Regions from separate parts of the Sus scrofa genome. Here regions 2, 3 and 4 are each linked to region 1. The links are chromatin contacts, called in public Hi-C and promoter capture Hi-C maps. All regions are on one chromosome and are shown on one strand. Each heading gives the region's core, a stretch centred on a gene start, on an enhancer-like site or on the middle of the called end of the contact. The rest is flanking DNA. Distances are from core to core; before and after follow the strand shown.

The links. Promoter capture Hi-C pulls out the DNA fragments that hold promoters and counts their contacts. Hi-C and Micro-C count contacts between places; a contact is called where the count stands out from the background.
Region 2: a Hi-C map of heart right ventricle shows a contact between it and region 1, with 2.4 times the contacts expected there. The contact joins the promoter of PAK2 here to the promoter of TCTEX1D2 in region 1. A contact is called at or near these places in 1 of 47 Hi-C or Micro-C datasets (heart right ventricle) and 1 of 2 datasets of contacts at active chromatin or transcription factors (alveolar macrophages).
Region 3: a contact with region 1 is called in a promoter capture Hi-C map of liver, with 4 times the contacts expected there. The contact joins the promoter of CEP19 here to the promoter of TCTEX1D2 in region 1. A contact is called at or near these places in 1 of 5 promoter capture datasets (liver) and 1 of 47 Hi-C or Micro-C datasets (liver).
Region 4: a promoter capture Hi-C map of fetal liver shows a contact between it and region 1, with 3 times the contacts expected there. The contact joins the promoter of TNK2 here to the promoter of TCTEX1D2 in region 1. A contact is called at or near these places in 1 of 5 promoter capture datasets (fetal liver), 2 of 47 Hi-C or Micro-C datasets (embryonic fibroblasts and skeletal muscle) and 1 of 2 datasets of contacts at active chromatin or transcription factors (skeletal muscle).

Annotation. Positions count from the first base shown.
Region 1 is chr13:133,772,842-133,776,260 of Sscrofa11.1, reverse strand. TCTEX1D2 (tctex1 domain-containing protein 2) reads right to left here and starts at 1,713. Exons shown (of 5, transcript XM_021070165.1): 1 at 1,394-1,713. The coding sequence starts at 1,518.
Region 2 is chr13:133,381,899-133,385,317 of Sscrofa11.1, reverse strand. It overlaps PAK2 (serine/threonine-protein kinase PAK 2), which reads left to right and starts at 1,812. Exons shown (of 16, transcript XR_002337855.1): 1 at 1,812-2,154.
Region 3 is chr13:133,418,454-133,421,872 of Sscrofa11.1, reverse strand. It overlaps CEP19 (centrosomal protein of 19 kDa), which reads right to left and starts at 1,856. Exons shown (of 3, transcript XM_005670114.3): 1 at 1,167-1,856. It overlaps PIGX (phosphatidylinositol-glycan biosynthesis class X protein), which reads left to right and starts at 1,684. Exons shown (of 6, transcript XM_005670119.3): 1 at 1,684-1,885. The coding sequence starts at 1,684.
Region 4 is chr13:134,080,451-134,083,869 of Sscrofa11.1, reverse strand. TNK2 (activated CDC42 kinase 1) reads right to left here and starts at 1,604. Exons shown (of 13, transcript XM_021070192.1): 1 at 1,129-1,604. It also overlaps the pseudogene LOC106505774.

The DNA.
Region 1 (3,419 bases), core at 464-2,963:
CATTACCAGAATTTTTTTTTTTTTTTTTTTTTTTTTTTTTTGTCGTTTTGCCATTTCTTGGGCCGCTCCTGTGGCATATGGAGTTTCCCAGGCTAGGGGTCGAATTGGAGCTGTACCCGCCGGCCTATGCCAGAGGCACAGCAACACGGGATCCAAGCCGCATCTGCAACCTACACCACAGCTTACGGCAATGCCGGATCCTTAACCCACTGAGCGAGGCCAGGGATTGAACCCGCAACCTTATGGTTCCTAGTCGGATTCGTTAACCACTGAGCCACAATGGGAACTCCAACCAAAATGTTTTAAATGTTGAGCTTATAATGTGGTTTAGTATTTGGTAGTACTAGTGGCCCCTTATTACTTTCTAACAGTATTCTCTTCAGTCTCTTGCCAGCTCATTCTTACAGGTGAACTTTAGAATCATGGACAAATTTCTAGGTTTGATCTGTTCAAAATATGATCTTCCTATTAACAAACATCCTATATCTGGCTCTTCCCTTAAGCCTTTTCCACTCTCAGTAAAATGTTAAAAGTTTTCTTCAAACAAGTCACACATAATCTTACAGGACTATTCCTACATAATACATATTTGTTGTTAATCTCGTTCTGTTTTACAACAGAAACACAGGTGAATGGCATTCTATGCATTTAGACTCTTTTACCAAGATAATTGAACATTTTTTTAAATGTCCCTTCTGCTCTCCAGAAAACTGCTATTACATTTACCACATTGTAACCAAAGTTCTTGGCTTGCAGTATTTGCCAGGCATTTGACTCAGGAAGTAGTTTCAAATAACAGAGGAGGGGCTTGGGAAAATCTTTTTTTTTTATTAATTTACATTTTTATCTGTGGAAATGAAGTTAGTGACGGATCCTAGAGCCCTAACTAACTGTCCTCTGCACAAGACTTTGTGCCTTAATTCTGGGAAGGTATTGGGGTAGCAGGCCAAAGGCCTCTAGATACTATCTAAGACAGGTCCCCTGCCCTGCAAAGAAGTTAGCGCATTCTGGCATATGTGTGCACACAGCAACCCTCAAAACATGGCCGAATGTTGTTTTCTGCCCCTCTCTTTATTCCATCCATCTCGATTCCTTTGTGCCCACTTTCTGAATCTCCCAGAGTCAACACCCACCGCACTAGTCTAAGGCGGTCCCGGCGCTCTAACACTGCACCTGCAGGTCTGATCCTCTGCTGCCCCCTGTAGCTAGAAGCTCAAGGAGAACAGCGCCCCTCTCTCCCTGTCCCCAAGCTCCGTCTCTAGCCCCGCCCCCCTCCAGTCCCGCCCCGCCCCCGCCCCACCCCCTTCCCAAGGCCCAGGCTACCAGGCGAGCTCTGCCTGTTGGAGGCAGACGTCTCAGGGGTCGCCCCCGCAACATCCCGTTCGCTACCCGCCTTTGCTGGAAAATGGGCCGCAGAATGTAGGTGTTCTCCGACTCCCCGGCGGTCTTTTCAGTCTCAGGCAGCCCATCGACCGCAGAGAAGGACGCGCCCACAGAAAAGGACTGGGAGACCGACATGGCTTAATCTTCTTCGCCTCCGTCTTTCTCGCGAAGAGGGCTTAGCGGGTGGCCGTACGGAGCTGGGAAACCGTCGCCAGGGCACCGTCGCCAGGGCGACAAGGCCGCCTTTGGCCCTGACGTGACGCGGCCCCGCGCTCGGCGCTGTGTGGCCCGCCCTTCTCAGCGGGCTCTCGCCAGCCTCCGCCCCGCGCCTGCGCACCAGGTGCTGGACCGGAACTGATCATGTTGAGTGACCTTAACTTCGGAAAAGAGTGGTTTGTCTCTCTCGGTTTTACAAAGCACTTCAGCAGACGGCAGCTCTTACTAACCGCGCTGCAATCTTAGGAAGTGACAGAGAATCTGAGGCCCTAGGAGGTTCGAGATTACACAACTAGTAAGCGGCAGGTGAAGTAAGCTGGACCCTGTGAGGGGTTCCAGTGACAGATCCTCTGTTTCGCATTTCTTGTGAAAAAACTTTAGTCTCCTGTGTCTCACTGAGTCCCAAAGAAATGATCCCAACAGTTAATGATTAGAAAAATGGAAAAGCAGGCATGGAGAAAAAGCAGTCAAGCAAGAAATTATAAAGAGATACAGGATTCCTATTTTCTCCTTGAGGGATTCGGATGCACTTTCTAAAGTTGTTTCTACAGACACGCAAGACCCCGCTAGATGACAATTTATGACCGCAAACGCATAGACCACGGACTAGTTGGAGCCCGAGATTCTCGACGATTGAGGTTCCTGAAACTTCCTTCTGTTGTCACATCACTAACTAATCAGAAGAATGTCGACGACCTGTTCATGAGCCCTGTGACCCTCACCCTTAATGTCGTCTTAAAAGCCGTTGGAAAATTTGCGTCTTTTAAGCACTAAAATAACACTGTGCGTTTCTACTCCACAACCCAGCATCACTAGATTAGCTTTGCTGAGCTTTGAGCAAGGGGACCCAAGTTTCTTTAGGTAACATAGAGACCTGACCCTCATCAAAAGTCTTCAAACTCCGGCCCACAGGCCAAATCCAGCCTTCACCCTGTTTTGTGCAACTTGTGAACAGGTTTTATATGTTTAAATGGTTGGGAAAAAATCAAAAGAATAATATTTCATGATAAGTGAAAATTACAGGAAACTTCAATTTCAGTCTCCATAAAGTCTTATTGTAACACAACCGTGCTCACTTATATATTGTGGAGTTTTTGTGCTATACTGGCAGAATCAAGCAGTTGTAAAAAGAGACCATGTGGCCTTCAAAGTCTAAAACATCATCTGTCCCTTTACAGAAAAAGTTCGCAGTGTCCTGCTCTAATCCATAACTGCCAACCTGTAGTTCTCCCAGCCTCATGTACACTCCTGATACAGGGCAAAAGTCAGAAAGGAGCAGACTTAAGATGCATTTCCTGCTTGTGAGCACCAGTCCCTGGTTCTGTTTTAGAAAGCTGTGTGGGGAAAAAAAAAAAAAAGAAAAAGAAAGCTGTGTGATCCTGCTAGCCTCAAAAACTAAGAAAAGAAATTCTCCCAATATCCCTCTTGACCAAAGCTCCCTAAGTGGGAGAGAAGGAGGTCCTCTGCGTTCTCAGTTCCACATCTAAGGAGCTGTGGCATCACAGTACTCCTCCACCCACACCATCCTGTGTCTTCCCTCCATGCTCTTTTTCTTTTTTTCATTACTCAATGAATTTATTACATTTATAGTTGTATAATGTCCCCTCCATGTTTTTGAGTATTCTTTTCCCTCAGCCTTTCCTTCCTTCTCTGCTAGGCTAACCATTTCAAGAATCAGTTCAGATACATCTGAAGCCTTCCTTCATCTCTCACAGATCCTCTCCTTAGTGGTGCCTTGTCCCTCCAAGCACTCCTTATACCCTTATCATATGACAATCAAATTATTGGTAGATGTTTTTCCCTAAATGGCCATGAGATCT
Region 2 (3,419 bases), core at 563-3,062, 390 kb after region 1:
ATTCCAAAGGGTAATTTTTTTTTTCCCTTTGATGCCAAGTCCAGACTAAAACACACAGATATCTGCATGTCTCCCTGGACTGGTACAGGGGATTTTTTTTTTTTTCCAGTCTATTCTTATTTATTTATTTATTTTTATTTATTGTCTTTTTGACTTTTCTAGGGCTGTTCCCTCGGCATATGGAGGTTCTCAGCTAGGGGTCAAATTGGAGCTGTAGCCGCTGGCCTATGCCACAGCCACAGCAACACGGGATCCGAGCCGCGTCTGCAACCTACACCACAGCTCACAGCAACGCCAGATCCTTAACCAACTGAATAAGGCCACGGATTGATCCCACAACCTCATGGTTCCTAGTCGGATTCGCCAACCACTGAGCCACGACGGGAACTCCCTTCCAGTCTATTCTTGGAGCATATAGCCCTTTGAGTTTTCCAGCCTTGTGCAGGATTGCAGTCCCAACTCCTTGAACAGGGCCAAGGCCTTGTCTTTGGTCTCTTGTCTCTTGTGCAGTCAGTAAAACCATGGAGATTTGAGATAAGTAGTTTCTTTCAACACAACTTTGGCTTCACTGACATGCTTACCCCTCCAATTTCTTGCTCTCCCTTTGGGTTGAGTGGGAGTTTGGAAATCTGTCAGAGGTACTTCTCTTTCTTAAAAGCTTAGTTATGCCTTTGAAAGGATGTTCTCTTTTATCCAGCAATGTGTTTTTAATAGTGGGGGCTGTTTTTCAAGTTATCTAATAGTGTGCCATATTGCTCCTTGAATCTTTTCTCTCGTACTTTCCACATCAGTTGAGTTTTTTGCTTCACATCTATCAAAAGAACATACCCATTCTCCATTTTCACTGCTATCTCTTATGACAGTCATGATTACTGCCTCCTTTCTTCATTCCCTTCTATTCTTGAAAACCCAGAGTCCATTCTCCATGTAGCAATCTAGTGACCTTAAAGTATAAACCAGGAAACCTTCCTTCCCTGCTTACAGCTCTTTAATAGCTTGTTGGAATAAAATCCAGCCTTCTTACCATGTCATTCAGGATCCTCTCTGACCTGAATCTTGTCTCCTCAGGTGTTTTTTCACACTGCGCTACTCTTCTTGCACTAACTCCAGTTACACAGACCCTCTTAACTGACCTTAGAAAGTCCCCCCCCACCTCCTTCTGCTTGTAATGCTTTCTCCTGGGAGTTTCTCATGGCTGTCTCTTTCTGTTCTCAGCTTAAATGTCACCTCCTTAAAGATGCCTTCTCTGGCCAACTTATCCAAAGAAATCATCCTAGTTTTTTCTTCATACCAGGTATCACTATTTTAATTATTGTGTTTTCATATTTGTAAGTTACACAAAGTGACTTGTGTTCACCCTTGTATTCCTGATACCCAGCAGTGTCTGGTACAAATTAGACACCAAAATATTTGTAGAATTAGTGAACACATTGATGAACTCCTCCTCCTCCATGAATAAAACAGAGGCATTAATTTGCAAGGAGGCGCGACTTAATTTAGCACCAAAATACATTAATAAGAGTTGTAGGTAAAGGGCAAAATGGGTAACGGATGAATTCCCAGAAACAAATGTCTTAGAGCAGGTTCATATAATAACAGTTGTCTTTCAGCGTCTTTGGTTGGCACAGACCTGAGTGGAGACAATGCTGAATTACACGAGGCACTGGCTGTCTCTGTCAATAAAAAGAATACTAGAGATGGAGGGAGGGAGGAAAAGAAGAGAGATAAGAGGCACACATCTCTAAACTACAACTCCCAGCAGCCTCCGCGTTTGCCTGCCCACTGGGAGGCGGTGCCTGTCTCCGCCCGGTGGAGCTCCCGCCTTCGGCCCCGCCCCTGCCCGCTCCCCGCCGTCGCCCTCCCCCAGGGTTGTGGCCACGCGCAGCGGCAGCGGTTGTTCCGCTTCCCCTCTGGCCTGGGCCGTCGCCATTGCCGAAGGCTCCCTGCCCTCCCCTCCCGGCGCCCGCGGGGCTCGGCGGCCGCCCGGCCTAGCAGTAGAAGCCGCGGCGCTCCAGCGCGGCTCCACTTCCCGCCCCGCTTCCCCTTCCCTCCCCTCCCCGCCCCGCGTCGCTCTCTTGCTCGGGGCGGCTCCTGATCCCGCCAGGAGCTCGGCCGGAGGCTCCTCGCTGGGGCGGGGACCTTTCCTCGCCTGGGGTAAGTGTGCAGACAGGCCGGGACGCGGGCCGTCGCTCTCCTTCCTCCTTCCTTCTCCGCGGCCTGGCCGGCGCGAGCGGCCCGGGGCAGCTGACCTGCCCCGCGCGGGGCCGGGAAGCCGCCACCTGCGTGCCTGGAGCGGCAACTCTTGGGGCGGTGGCTCATTGTCTGCGCCCTCGGGCTGTTTTCTTCTCCGGTTTTAGCCTGAAATGGGAAGCTTGCTAGGCTGGTGAGTTCTGACTCTTCCTGGACCCGGCCCTGCCCTGAACCGTGTCGCGCCAATCTCTGCTCTCTGTCGATCTCCCTTCCCTCGCGTTTCAGCCTTCTCTTTTTCTCCATTTACTTTAGTGTTCGACTCACCGTTTCGGGGTTTTTAACTCGATTTTTTGTCTCTTACCGAGTTCCAGCCCCACCTTGCTACCTTTGGTCATCCCAGTTTCATTGCTTAGGCATATTGTCTGTAGTCCCCTTACTGGTTTCTAAACTGTAATCTGTGATATCTTCCATATTCCGGATCAGTAGAAACTATAGTTTTCCGAGGGTTTGAGGGCCTCCGCTTGATAACTGAGCTTTCGTATCTTCTCGTGATTCTTTGATCTTCAGCCAGGAGATGAATATTTGCTTCCTTAGGTAACTTAGGTGAAGGTTAGCTTTCACCATGTTTGGCTTTCTTTAAAATAACACACACATGCAAAACGGTACCGAAAATTCCTCAGCGGACTCAACTTTTTGACTAATTCTTTAAAGATAGAGTCATCCAAGAACTGAAGATTGGAAAGCAATTGCCATTGTTGTCAGTTGTCGTGGGGTTGTACCCGTCCTTGTCTCTTATCTTTAATGGAAACACTCTGGACAGTGAGAGCGTGATTTCTTTCCTCCTTGATGAATAATGCCAACTCCCATTGGTATAATTATCACAGTTTTGTCTTACAAGTGATCTATAGTTTTTTGTTTTCTTTTTAAAGCTCTGTTAAAAGACAATCAAAATGGTTAGGCCTAAAATTAGACTACGACGAGCAGTGTTTTGGATCAAGGTTGTGCACGTCACGTTTTTTCCCCTCCTCTGTTTGACTCTTCCGCTCTTGTAAGTAGGCAGGATATTGAAATGTAGAAGAATTTGCTCTGGGGGTTTGTTTTTGTAGGGTTACTCAAAAGAATAACATTAAATAAAGTTAGATTGTGATGAAGGCAGTGAATAGTAATTTTTAAAGCAGGTTAGAACTTGTCAACTTTGCCAGAAGCTCTGCGGCATTTATAAAACACAC
Region 3 (3,419 bases), core at 607-3,106, 350 kb after region 1:
TTTGTCTTTTGTCTTTTTAGGGCATCCACAGCACAATGGAGGTTTCCAGGCTAGGGGGTCTAATCGGAGCTGTTGCTGCCAGCCTACACCATAGCCACAGCAACCCCAGATTCGAGCCACGTCTGCAACCTACACCACAGTTCACCGCAATGCTGGATCCTTAACCCACTGAGCGAGGCCAGGGATCAAACCCACAACCTCATGGTTCCTAGTCGGATTCGTTTCCACTGTGCCACGATGGGAACTCCTCTTCTTCTTTTAAACAAATACTACTCCCAGTTCACCTCACTAAAATCTGTTCTGTTAGTAAATTTTCTGGGAGATCCTACTGAGCACAATATAAATTCCACACACTCAAGCAAGTAGCTATGTTAATAAATGATGGGAGTTCCTGTTGTAGCACAGCAGAAACAAATCTGACTAGTATCCATGAGGATGTTGTTCAATCCATGGCCTTATTCAGTGGGTTGAGGGTATGGTGTTGCCCTGAGCTATGCTGAAGTTCGCAGATCCTGAGTTGCTGTGGCTGTGGAGTAGGCCAGCAGCTGTAGCTCCGACTGGACCCCTACCCTGGGAACCTCCATATGCCGAGGGTGCAGCCCTAAAAGGACAAAAAAAAAAAAAAAAAGATGTATTCACATGATATTCAGTAATGTAGTTTTTTGACTATACTCTTTTCTTTTTACAATTAAACTTTTATTTTTACTAAGTAATGTTAGTATTCTGTTTAAACGTAATATAATTCCATAAGGCGTATAATAAAAAACTGTGGTCCTCTGCCCTTCCCCTCTCCAATAGGAAAATAGTTTCAATTCTTTTAAGCGTTTCTTCCAAAATTTATCTCCATATTTCTTAACAGCATGCTTACACTGCTATTTTCAGTTGTAGGTAATATCTTCTGACATCTTTTCCCTCTTTAAGACATCTGTCCTAGAGCTCTCTGTTCTGCTCCAATCTGCATTGGATACTCTCTACTTTGCTTATAGATTTAATCCATAAGACAAAGGACATATTTACTCAGCTCTTCTTCCTGGACATTAATCCCTTTCTCCAGGGATCAATGACGGGCAAAATCTTAACTTAAAAGTGTACGGGTTTTGCCATCAGGTAGACGACCCTCTTTCTACCCACGTCCCCATTAGGGCAAGGCTGATGTTCTTACCTACCCATAGAGACGTAGAGAAAGTGCGTCTTCTGCAGGCCAACGTCTAAAACCTCCGCAAGCAGGTTGTTTTCCCCAACCGCATTGCACAGAAGAGTTCTAAATTTAATTTTGAGGGCCGGGCAGAGCCTGGCGCTGCAGAAAGGCGACAGCCATAGCTCCAAAGACGTGACTGTAGGGTGAAATCCTCAGCAGGAGGACCGCATCCGCAAACACTTGCAAGTGGAGAAAGACGCAGAGAGCTCGGCTAGCCGACTAGCTGAACAACGTGCGGGAACCCGGGTCGGGCTGAGACCACCAAGAGATTCCCAAAGCAACAGCCCGGGCGCATGTCACGGCGCTTGCGCTGTTCCTCGCCCCGCCCCCAACCAGCAGGGCGAGGGCGTGGACGGCGAGGGGGCGGGGCCATTGCCTGCCGCGAGGCCGGAACTTTCGCGGGCCTAGGCTCCCGGGAGCCGAGCAAGAGCGGGACAGCAGGCGTGCGCGGAGGGAGTCTTCCGTTCAGGTCGCTAACTCTGTGACAGCGCGCTCTAGGAGCGGAGCAAGGCTTGTGTAGGTTCTCACGACCGCATTTGGTCCCCGAGCATTCTTCCCAGGTGCGCGTTTCCGGCGTCCTGGCTACCGCGGCTGTAGCCGGCCGGGCCGTGGCCTGGCTCTTCCTCTGGGAGGTGGCTGGGCTCACCTCTGCAGACCCAGTCTTCAGCACGGCCCCCACCGACGCTGGTAAATGGAGGGGCGGGGCTTCGGGGTGGGGGGCGGGATTTAGGGCTGAGCGGGTAGGGAGCAGGCTGAGATCCGGTGTCCTCTCCTTTCCACGGTTGCAGAGGTATTTCACTTTCCCCTGGCTCGCGACACTAGAACTGTAGGTTGAGCTGCACAAAGTTAAAAACAAAGGTCACAAGCAGCTGCAGCGTAGGTGGCAACTATGGCTCGGATCTGATCCCTGGCGGGGCGGCCAAAAAAAAAAAAAGCGAAAGAGGCCGAAATCCTCTTGCCTATCCGCTGCCCCGATTGCGTGGCTTCTGGTTCTCTAGAGAGTCAGGCTTTGGCGTTCTGAAACGGGACTGGCCTCACTATTACTAAAACATTGTACAGGTAGTACCGTCGTGAAGCGTCTTAATGCTCTTGGGATGCATGAAGCTTCTGACCACCAGGGGACCAGCAAGGGCCTCAGTGTGAGAATCCCAATCTAGAATTATAGAGGTTCGCGAGGCGTGGAAAGGGGAGGACAACTAGCTTCGTTTTAAAAACATTTTACTGATAGACCGTATTGGGCTGGGGTGTCTTTCTGATTCAGGGCTGGGTTAAGCGAGTTGATACCCTTCTTTGGGCCCAAGTCCGTGGGCAGGAGCTCTGTGCTAGGTGCTGTGTATCCAGCCCTTGCGGAGCTTGCAGTGTAGTAGGGAAAATGGATATGTGCAGTAGTAATTACAATAAAGGGATGACGTTTGATAGAGAAAGTCAGTAAAAACCAGGTGAGTTCTCCATCAGTAAAAGGAAAGTGTTAGATTAGTACCTGTCAGTCAGTGCAGTTCTGCTCTTTTGTTTGTTTGTTTGTTTGTCTTTTTAGGACTGCACTGGCAGCATATGGAAGTTCCCAGGCTAGGGTCGAACCTGAGCTGCAGCCGCTGGCCTACACTGCAGCCACAGCAACGTGGGATCCTACCTGCGTCTGGAACCTACACCACAGCTCATGGCAACACCGGATCCTTAACCCACTGAGCTCGGCCAGGGACCAAACCCAAATCCTCATTGGTACTAGTCAGGTTCCTTAACCCCTGAGCCACGATGGGAACTCCCCAGTTCTACTTTTTTGTGTTTCCATATTAAGTCCCAAATTTATTTGAAGAGAGGATTATTAGGCCCAAAAGAATTTTTAAACACTCGACTTACTGATATCTAAAAGGCTCTTCCAACAATGGCATTTTGTGATTAAAAATGGGTCATTTTGGGGAGTTCTGGTCGTGGCGCAGTGCAGATGAATCCGACTAGGAACAGTGAGGTTTCCGGTTTGATCCCTGGTCTTGCTCAGTGGGATAAGGATCCGGTGTTGCTGTGAGCTGTGGTATAGGTTGCAGACGAGGCTCGGATCCCACGTTGCTGTGGCTCTGGCGTAAGCCGGTGGCTACAGCTCCGATTCCACCCCTAGCCTGAGAACCTCCATATGCCACGGGTGTGGGGTGTGGCCCTAAAAAATAAATAAAAATGAGTCAATTTTCAGAGCCAGTTTAGGCCACAATAACCAAGTAATATATTT
Region 4 (3,419 bases), core at 355-2,854, 310 kb before region 1:
AATGCCACCACCACTGTCTCTGGCCCGAGAGAAAAGGACCAGCTCCACCCAGTCCAGCTGGGACAGGGGTCTGGGTCCATCTGACTCAGAGCCACTCCTTGGGCTGGGGGAGAGATGGGTCTCAGCTAAGGCCCTGAGACAGAGAGCAACTCTGCACCCACTCCTCCCGCAGGGCTAGAGAAGCAAGAACCCAGACAGGGCCAGGTAAGAGGTGAACAGCCCTAGGAAGATGAGGCCCACAAGTGGCCGACCAAGCCCATATGGGGCAGGAGCGAACAGGCTTGGCATCCAGGCCATGAGGGTCAAGAGGAAGCCAAATTTAGCCCCCACTCCTGTAAGCCCCACCTCTAAGCTGGGCTGGGAGCTGGCCCTGGCTGGTAAGGAACCCATAATGCCACAGCTGTCCATGTGGCCACCTCTACGGGGGTGGGCTGGGTCTGAGCCACAGAGGATGCCCAGAGTTGAGCACTGCAGATACCCTTTCCTCTCCCACACTTTCAGGTTGTGGTCCTCACCACCAGCAGCTCTTCGCCCTTTGGCCCACTATTCATCCTTGGCTCTGGGCCCTCAGTATTAATCAAATGTGACAAGAGGTGTGGCGGGAGCAGGTCAGGCTCGTGCCCAAGTCACTGGCTGCCACACTCATATCTCAGCTCACGTGGCCGACAGGGTTACAAGATAAGGTCCTCATAATGCAATGCTGCCCCTTCCCTTTTTTGGAACGTGTTTTGAGGACCTGAGGCAGCCTGTGCTGATTGCACCACCCCAGCTATGGCATGGAGGCACCCCTACCTCCACTGGTAGACTGGTGAAGGGGTGACTACCTCCTCTACAGCCTCAGCCTGGGGCTACTCCTCTCTTCCTCTGCCCAGGCCTGGCAGCCACCCAGACAGTCTCGCCACCAGTCTAGACTCTAAGGAAATGTCCCATCACTCCAGTTGGCATATACAGTACTGGGGGGAGGGGTCCTGCCTTGCTGTTGAAAACTGCACTGCTTCCTTCCTTGCCAGGTTTAAACACCGAGAAATAAAAAAAGGCAGTTTGGAGACCACGTTCTCCTGAGATAACTGCAGCCCCCTCCTTCCAAACACAATAATTCCAGCTGAGAAGAGAACTGGGCTTCCTTACCTGCTGCCTTCCACTGGCTCTCTTCAGACACAGCTTCTATGATGACCCGGCTGAGGCAGAAAAGGACCCAGCAGGACACTGCCTGCTATCCGACAGTGGCTTCCAAAGCTCCGAGGTTCTGCTGCCCACTCCCCAAACCCCTACATTCTTCGCTCACTTCGGCCCTGCCCGACCCTGGTGCTGAGCAGCCAGCCTCTGGGTTACCACCTCTCCTCCTCCTGCGCCTCCGGATTCTGTGTCCCTCAGGGGGCTCTTCTCCCTCCTGAGACCCCTTTCCGTCCAAGTATGTTTCCTGGACAGCCCGCACCACCTGCCCCTCCTGCACCCCAGGCAGCCAATTTGCTTCCTGCACCCCGAGGCGTCCCTCTCCCTCAGGCCCCCGGGGCCCCACTGGCCGGGCCCTCCCCACCACCTCCAGTCTCCTGCGTCGTGCCGGGGCTGCTCCGAGGACCACTGCCTCCCGTCTGAGATGCCCGCAGCTCTCCCAGTTCTGCTCCCCCAGCTCTCCGGAACTTTCAAGCTCCTCTCTGCGCTCCCAGGAGCGGTCCCCGAACTCGGACAGCTGCTCGGGCTGCTGCAGCAGCCTGCGTGGGCTCCCCTCCCCCCGTTCCTGCACCCCGGTGCGGGCCTCCCCCCGCTCCTGCACTGCGGGGCTGCCTCCCCCCTTCTCCTGGTGTTGCTTGCGGGGCCCCAGCCCCTCCTCCTGCACCACAGGCCAGCTCGCGGAGCCCGTCCACCGCGGAGGGTTCCTCCAGTCCGCGCCGTCCGGCGGCCCCCACACCACCCCAGGCTGGGCTCGTGGCCCCGGCCGCCCCGCTCCTGCACCCCCGGGCCCACCCCGCCCTCCTCCTGCACGACCGGACCCACGCCCCCCTGCTCCTCCACGCCGAGCTTCAGCCCGCGAAGCTGCTGCGGGCCCCAGCTAAGAACCCCGACCCGCTGCGGCTGTTGCTCCGGCAGCGCCGGGCTAAGCCCGCCGCGCTCCTCCTGCGCGCCCCGCCTGGGACCCCCCGCTGGCACTGCCCAGCGCACTCGCCTGCCCCCCAGAGGCCGCGCGGTCCCGCCCCTCCAGATGGTGCTGCCCTCCGCGCCCGCTTACAACGGCCCCCACCCGCCTCCTTCCGCCCCGTCCCCCGGGGAGGGGGCTGCGGGGCCGCGTTCTCTCCCGCTCAGCTCCCACGTCCCGGTCCCGGCCCCCAGCCCTAGCTTTTGGGCGTCAACGTCCGCCCGCCGGGCGCAGCGCCCTGCGCCGGCCCCCGCAGGTGCTGCGGCCCCGCGCGCCGGCCCGAGAGCCAGGAGCGCCCGCCCTCCTGCCGGAGTTCCTGGAGCCCGCCTGCGCCTGCGCCGCCCCAGGGGGGCGGAGCCCCGAAGGGTTGGCCCTCCCCCTTAAGGGGCCCTGTCCAGTTTACGCCTCCCTCTCCCCGGTCCCTAGTCCGCTCCCGCTCCCGCTTCATCCCTCCAGAGGTCCTGCTTGAACCTTCCTGTGGAGCAGAGGGAGAAGAGGTGAAGGGAGGAGTTCGCATTGAGAGATGTAGTCAACCAGGCCTATCGGAGGAGCACTGAAATAGGAGTCTCGAATTCTAAGTAGTTCAGCTACTGCTGAGTTGCCATTTGACAGTATAAAAAATTACTTCCCTCTGGCATCAGTTGCCTTGTTTTCCAAAATGAGAAGGCTGGATTGAAGAGTTTCCAGGGTCCCAATCCAGTGAGTGTTTTACTGCAGAGAACTCTAGTCCTAATCTCTCAGCAGCAGCCCAGAGGCTTATGAACCTGGGCTGGCCCTACTCTTTCCCTGGGGCCCAGGGAGAGGCCTATAACAGGCTTAGGCCTGGGGCACTTCCTGTTGGGTATACAGGTAGAAAGAGTCCCAGGCAAAGGGGGACTTCCTCCCTCCTCACTGTGTCCTCTTGGGCCTATGCCCTGAAAGGAGGAGAAAATTCAGAGCTCCTCTCTGGGAGAGTGAGAGTGCAGCCTGCAGGCTCAGATCCTAGCACAGCTGGAGGTGGTGAAGCTTCGAACCCAAAGGCTTAGGGCAACTTGGCCCTGTTATTATTTGTACCTTATCTATAAAATGGGTATAATAAACACCTCCAGAAAGGACTGTCCCATATATCAAATATCAGACAGCTGTGTGAGGGTGACACATTCTGCACTCCTGTTTTCCAGCATTTGGTCCAAGCGCCCTGACCTGACCACAGTAGAGCACTTAAAAGGGGGTGGGTTCCAGACAGCCGGGGGAGGGGGTAGGGGGGCTGGACTGGGTGGATTTGGACCATGGCATCTTGCCCTAT